2 separate regions of the Mus musculus genome follow, and region 1 is linked to region 2. Evidence: chromatin contacts called from public Hi-C data. All regions are on one chromosome and are shown on one strand. The core of a region is the stretch at or near the end of the contact, and the rest is flanking DNA. Distances in the headings are between cores, read along the strand shown.

The links. A called contact is a pair of places that touch in the nucleus more often than the background predicts.
Region 1: a Hi-C map of the N1E-115 cell line shows a contact between it and region 2, with 2.4 times the contacts expected there. The contact joins two enhancer-like sites. A contact is called at or near these places in 1 of 15 datasets of contacts at CTCF or cohesin (pro-B cells), 2 of 484 Hi-C or Micro-C datasets (the N1E-115 cell line and nephron progenitors) and 1 of 115 datasets of contacts at active chromatin or transcription factors (T-cell acute lymphoblastic leukemia).

Annotation. Positions count from the first base shown.
Region 1 is chr15:63,595,381-63,598,708 of GRCm38.p6, reverse strand. No RefSeq gene overlaps it. Among named protein-coding and RNA genes, the nearest start is that of Gm25702, 120 kb to the right of the region's middle. Within about 2 kb of position 1,303, at least 3 of the 459 cell types and tissues checked have an H3K27ac peak or open chromatin away from gene starts, as enhancers often do. A contact at or near this core is called in the N1E-115 cell line, where this site is marked.
Region 2 is chr15:63,309,277-63,312,750 of GRCm38.p6, reverse strand. No RefSeq gene overlaps it. Among named protein-coding and RNA genes, the nearest start is that of Gm41335, 46 kb to the left of the region's middle. Within about 2 kb of position 2,085, at least 3 of the 459 cell types and tissues checked have an H3K27ac peak or open chromatin away from gene starts, as enhancers often do. A contact at or near this core is called in the N1E-115 cell line, where this site is marked.

The DNA of each region.
Region 1 (3,328 bases), core at 54-2,553, 290 kb before region 2:
TTCATTGCAACAAATTGGCTTGTGAACCTGTAGGTATGCCATAGGCAAATGCAAAGCGTAGAATTAATTGTCTGAATTTGTGGTAGATTGAGAGGACTGGAGCTTTTAGATGTGGGCTGAAATGTCCATAGCTGAAATTTTCCTTTTTTCTGAAGGAAGTCTGAGGACCAGGTTTCTTTCAATCTACTGAGCTCTGCCTGTAAAAATTATCTTGGAAATATTCCTTACTTAAAGTTAATTGATTATGGACTTTAATAACACCTATAAAATACTGTTATAGAAACACCTGGATTAATGCTTGTCTTTGAAGAGCAGCACTATAGGCTAGTCTAATTGATATATCCAAGGGACCCTCAATGAACTTGATCTGACTTTCGAAAGGGACCAGTGTTTGTTATTCTGCTCCAAGGAATGTCTTAAACTCTTGATTCAGACCCTTTTATACATTATAGGTCAGTTGCTTTCTCTTTGCTATTTTTGTGGTGTTCCACATGTTCTCTCTCTCTCTCTCTCTCTCTCTCTCTCTCTCTCTCTCTGTGTGTGTGTGTGTGTGTGTGTGTGTGTGTGTAGACCAGAGGAAAACCTTGGATATTGTTTGTCAGGCATCGTTCACTGTGTTTTTGAGACAGAGTCTCTTATTGGACTGGAACTCATTATATAAATTAGACTAGCTAGTAAGGCAGCTCTGCCTCCACGGTCCTTGGGCTTACAAACACCGCTATGTCTGGCTTTTTAAACCATAGGTCCTGGGTATCAAGCTCAGGTCTTCGTTCTTGCAATGCAAGCATTTTACCAACTGAGTCATTTACCTAGCCTTTCACATACCTTGGCATTGTAACATTTACTGTGTTTCCTTACAAAGTGGTTACTTAGCCAAATATTAACATCTGAGTTCTAAGACATTAGAACTGGCTATCATATGTAATGCCTGATGCTGCACAAGGGTTTCATAGGTCACACTGAGGTGTCTACTGATCCATATCAACGTAGAAGCTTGCTTTTGTTTGTTTGAAAGTCTTCCTGGTGAATATTTATTTGAATAGATAGTGAGATATATCATCCACCATATTGAGATAATATATAGTAAATTTTTATAACTTTTGGTACTACCCCCAAAGCATACCCAGACCAATGGCGAATAGTGTTGATCTTTGTAGAAAGCCAGCTGATATATTTGCATAAATGGACAGCAAGCAGATTCTCTCTCCCTGAGATTCTCTTTAAGAGAGAGATTATTGTAGTGAAGCTTGGCAGAACTGCCGATGGTCTAGTTGAAGGAAAAGGCCAGAAGACATGAATTCAACTTGTCCTTACGCATGGAAAGATCTAGGCAGTTGTTAGTTGCTTCACAGTGAGTGCAATGTCAGGATCTCTTCCAGACTTAGCCCCTACATAATAGTGTTGTATCAGGGGCAGAGCAGAAGGAAAGCTGAATTCCAGTCCAGCCTGGCATCTTTGGCTTATTTTGTAGCATTATTCCCTGTTGAAAAATAGTTAGCTAGTTGTAGTAGTATGTGGCTGTAATTCTAGCACTGGGAGGCAGAAGTGTGTGTGTGGGGAATTACTGCAAGCTTGAGGGCAGTCTGGATGATATATTGAGTTCTAGACCAGCTAGGCATATGGAGTGAAACCCTGCTTCTAAACTAAAAAGTAAATAAGCAAATAACTATGAAAATGTCATGTTCTGAGTAAGGAGTGTGACAGATGAAAGAGGGCTGTAGGGTGCTCAGCATTCCAACGCAATAGCCTCTGGATAGGATCATGTGTCCATAATTTGCTCCTCTGATGGCTTTCATGTAAGTTTGGAAAAAAAAAGTGAATCTTTTGGACAATGGATATTTTACTGTAATTTAGTGGAAGACAAACTGTCAGGACAACTTGATTCTAATTTGATATGTAGAGGTCACAATCCATAATTGTGCCTGAAGTTGGCAGAACTCTGTGAATGTGTGTGTGTTTATGTTGAATGTTATGTGTATCTGTGTGTGTATGTGTGAATGTGCATGTAGAGGCCGGAGGACGACATAGAGACTCTTATCTATAGTTCTCACTGTATTTTGTGAGACAGGTTTTTTTACAGAAGACCATGAAGCTTGCTAGTCTGCCTGGGCTGACTGGCCTCTGAGCTTCTGGGACTTAACTATCTCTGCTCCTCCACACACTGAGATTGCAGGCAGATGTGGCCACGTATAATAGCTTTTTATCTAGGTTTGTGGATTTGAATTCAGGTACGCATGCTTCCATAACATATGCTTTTATCTACTTCTTACCTAGTAAACCATCTTCCCTGCTCTGGAAGGACTTTTTGTGTCAGCTTCAGATGGAAGAAACAAATAGAATTGTTAACTATATATATTATTCCACCTCTCAAGGAGAACATAGACTTTGTAGTCAGAATGAATAGCTTTAGATGTGACCCCCAACATTGAAACAGGGGTGATGGTTAAGCGGTCAGAAATTTTTCCTATTTTTGCCACATGCAATTGCTTATGCCTTTTCCAGAGGACAGTGTGTGTGCATGTGTATGTACATGAGTGTGGGTTAAGAGGACAGTGTGTGTGTGTGTGTGTGTGTGTGTGTGTGTGTGTGTGTGTATGTGCATGAGTGTGTGTTAATCTAACTATTTTGCTTGTTCTCTGGGTCCGTCTTCTACTGTTAACTCTATCTCCTTGGGTACTGGAAGTCACTTAGACCATGCCAGTTTTTCAAATCTTGCTCTAGATTGCAACTGAGCAGTAAGGATAATAGACGGCTATTTGCAGTCAGCATATGCAGCCATCTAGTCTCCATTCAGAACTGGGCATGAGAACATTGTCAGTCACAGGGCTTCTATGCTGTACCATTTCCTCTCTTCCGCAGAAACTGTCCTTTATGGTCAAATAGGGACAGAAGTAGGGATTAAAATAGGACCAACATTCAAAAGGAAACCATGCAGAAGTTGAAGAGAAAGCATTCTCAGAAGGAAGTGGAAATACGGGAAGATCCGTCTAGATTGCTCAGCACCATGGCTTTAGCTACTTCATTCATATGCTTTAAGTTTTTAGTTATTTAGCATAAGAAAGGTTTGTGGGAATTCACAAAATGCAATTAATTAACTAATTAATTTAATTTAGTGAAATTGAACTTAATGTATAAACAGTTCTTCAGCACATGCCCTATGGCCCATGGGGTCCATTTCACTCCTCATAGGATTTAAAGTTCCAGAGCAGGGACAGCAGCTCATCTTGTTGACTGTTATGTCTCAGTCAGTTAATTGACTCATTTGCTCATTTGAAAACACATTTGTTTCCATTCTTTGGCAGCACTGTCTTACACACAGTGAAAGAGA
Region 2 (3,474 bases), core at 836-3,335:
TGTTATTAAATGCACACATAAATGTATGTATACATATGTATCTGTAAATATAACCTGCAGTTTGTTTAATGTTATTTGTATGTATGTAACCTTCTTTCTGATCAAGGCATCTGCTAACCACCCTATTATTACCTATCAACTGCTATGACCATGGAAGCTAGGCAATAGCGATGAAAGTTCCAGGTCTAAACAAGCTTGGTTTCATTATTTAATATGACTCATAAATGTGGAGTTATCAGCAATAGGGTCTTACCATTGAGTTCTGGATTGCACTCAGTAGCAATGGCAATAGCCTACAATGTTTGAGGCCTATGGTACCTGTCTCTTCAACAATTCCTTGTACTGTATTTCTCATTTATTAGTTTTTGGTGTCTAGTGAGGCATTGTAGCCCTGCTACAGCATAAATTGATTTATAACTTTTTTTTAGTATACAGAGAAAGAGAGAGAGAGAGAGAGAGAGAGAGAGAGAGAGAGAGAGAGAGAGAGAGAGAGAGAGAGAAGCTTCTACTGTTCTGTCTTGTTGTCTTTACCCAAGGAGCTTCAGCTCTGTTTCTTCTTCTACCTTGCCTTCTCCACAACATCAGTTTGACCCTTCCTGATCCATTGTTTGTTTTAACCCTTTCTACCAAAGCTTTTCATCCGCTCTCCCTTGAGAGCACCCTCTCATGATTGTCAAGGGCTTATGATGTTTTTTAAATAGTAAACTACCATGCTGTCTTTGTTATTTTTTATTTACAAATTTTTACTCATATAGGTATTTGGTCTGCATAAATATCTACACGTCATGTACATGCAACGGCTGTGGAGGCCAGGGGAAGGCATCAGATCTCCAGGGACTAGAATTCAGACTTTTGTGAGCCACCCTGTAGATGCTAGGAATCAATCCCATGTCCTCTGGTAGACAATCTGGCACTCTTAACCACTGATGCATCTCTCCAACACACATGTTTTTCTTTTACTAGCACGATGGGGATAAATTACATTTAATTGTAAATTTTATTTGGTTTCTTAAAGGCCTAGGATATTAGTAGTATATATCTTTGGGTGATTCTATGGAGGTATTTCTACAGGTGGTTAGATGATGAATGGTGTGAGCTAGTGAATAGTTTAATTTCTTGATGGACCTACAATACTATGGAATTATTGGGAAATTGTGAAAAACAGAAGCTCATGTCAAATTAAAGAAATTAGGAAATTGAGGGTGAGTTTTCAGGGCCTGTATCTCGCTCTGGTCCATTCCAGCTCTGGGCTTCTTCCTGTTCATCACAGCCTTCCTGGTGTTACTTCATAGATTTGCTATTTAACTATGTGTTTGGCTTTTTCCCATGGCCTTTGAACCTCTATTTTTGATCTGGGTACTGGAGGGTTAGGATCTAGATGATGATCTTGAGGGCATGGGTTAACATTGAGATCCAGTTTAGCATCTTGGATGTAGAACATGTGTCCTCTAATGTTCTCTCTGCAGAATTGTATGAGGTTTTGCTTTTTTCATACAAAGGTAGATAATGTTAGGTCTCTACACAGCATGACAAGGAAAGCAAGTAACCAGGAAAATTGGAATGAGAAAAATAAAAGCAGAATTACTTAGATGAGAGAAGAGGGTCCTTCTAATATCTCCTGTCTTCATCCTCCTATCAATGCCATAGACTATTAGCATGGACTTCTTCTCACCTGGTCCACACAACTAAGTGGTCAGTTTTTCTTTTTGCTTTTTTCTGGATGAACATCTCAACAATTTACCTAAGCTTTCTTTTTAAAGGAAGATTTAGTCAGAACTGACATCTGAATGGGAGGTCTCTAATACACAGGGATCTAGTCAAAGGCTCCCCTGGAACTTCATACCTCTTCAGAGACAAGGGGGTCTTAACCTCACTCTCAATTTATATATCAATCTATCACCTTGTATGAAGATTAAACTCATTGTAATAGGAGGCAAAAAAAATTCCTTTGTTTTACTCCGGAGGGAGAGAGCTAATGCATTTGAATCCCCCCCCACCCCCGCCATGTCATGGACATAAGATTAATGCTGATGTAATCCAATGTGTTATCTGTCTGCTGTGTCTCCTTGTGTCTCTAATAAGTCAATAGAGCCACACTTTGCTAATTGAAATCTGCTTGCTGATGGAGTCTTTCTGTGGAAATGAAAGGTGGCTGCCACAATCTGTTGGGAGTTAAATTAATCCTCCAGGAGTGAGCCTGTCCCAATTACTCCCTTCAGCAACACTGGGCTTGATTTTGCTGACACTGAGCTTGTGGGTATAGCTCAACATGAAACTTGGCTATTATTTTCATGAATTACCTTAAACTCATTTACCATGTCATTATGAGATTTTTCTTGATGTGAAACTATTATTCACTATTCACAATGCTTATTTGAAAGTGTTCTTGTTAAATATTCCTCATTGATAAGAACCTTAGCTACAATCACTCTTATAGGTTCATGGGTGTTTCCCTTGTCCTAGGTTTCTAGTTTGTCCCATAAATCTACCTCCCTCACCAGTCCCAGTTCTCTCTTGTTGTGGATAGCCCTAGGGCTAATTATATTTTACATTAATTCAGTTCTTCTGTGAGTGGTTTCGAACAAGGAATGAGTCAGCACTCAGGTGATTTCCTATAAACCTGCTTCCCACCTTAATTTGTAAAATAAAGGAGAGCTGATGATTGGGCAGATAAAAGAGAAGGTGGGGCGGAAGGTGAGGGAGGGGATTCAAAAGAGGAGAAAGAAGAAGAGGAGCAGAAGCACATGGCCTGGAGAAACCGGAAGTTCTAAGGGGTCTCATAAATGTGGAAGATGGTAGTGTAGTGGTAGATCTGCCCAATCTAGGCTCACAGCATGTATTCATATTAATTGAGTTGTGTTTTTATTGCCGGGCATAATTGGGTTGGAGATTTACTGCAACACTCTCTCAGTTCTTTCTCCCTCCATCCTTCACAGACTTGATCCCTTCTTTTTTTTTTATTACGTATTTTCCTCAATTACATTTCCAATGCTATCCCAAAAGTCTCCCACACCCTCCCCCCCACTCCCCTACCCTTCTCTGCCCCTACCCTTCTCCCACGTCAATCTCTCCCTTTATCCACTCTCCAATGTCCATTTTATTTCCCCTTCCAAGTGAGATTCAAGTCTCTTTCCTTAGGTCCTCCTTGTTACTTTGCTTCTTAGTGTCTGTAGATTGTAGCACGGTTATTTTGTACTTTATGGCTAATATCCAGTTATAAGTAAGTACATACTATGCATGTCTTTCTGGGTCTGGGTTACCTCGCTCAGAATGACATTTTTTAGTTCCATTCATTTGTCTACAAATTTCATGACATCTGTGTTTTTAATAGCTGAGTAATATTCCATTGTGTAAATGTACTATATTTTCTTTATTCATTCTTCTGTTGAGTGGCATCTAAGTTTTTTTCCAGTTTTTAGCTATTATGAATAAAACTTCCATGAGCACAGTTGAGCAAGTGTCCTTGTGGTATGG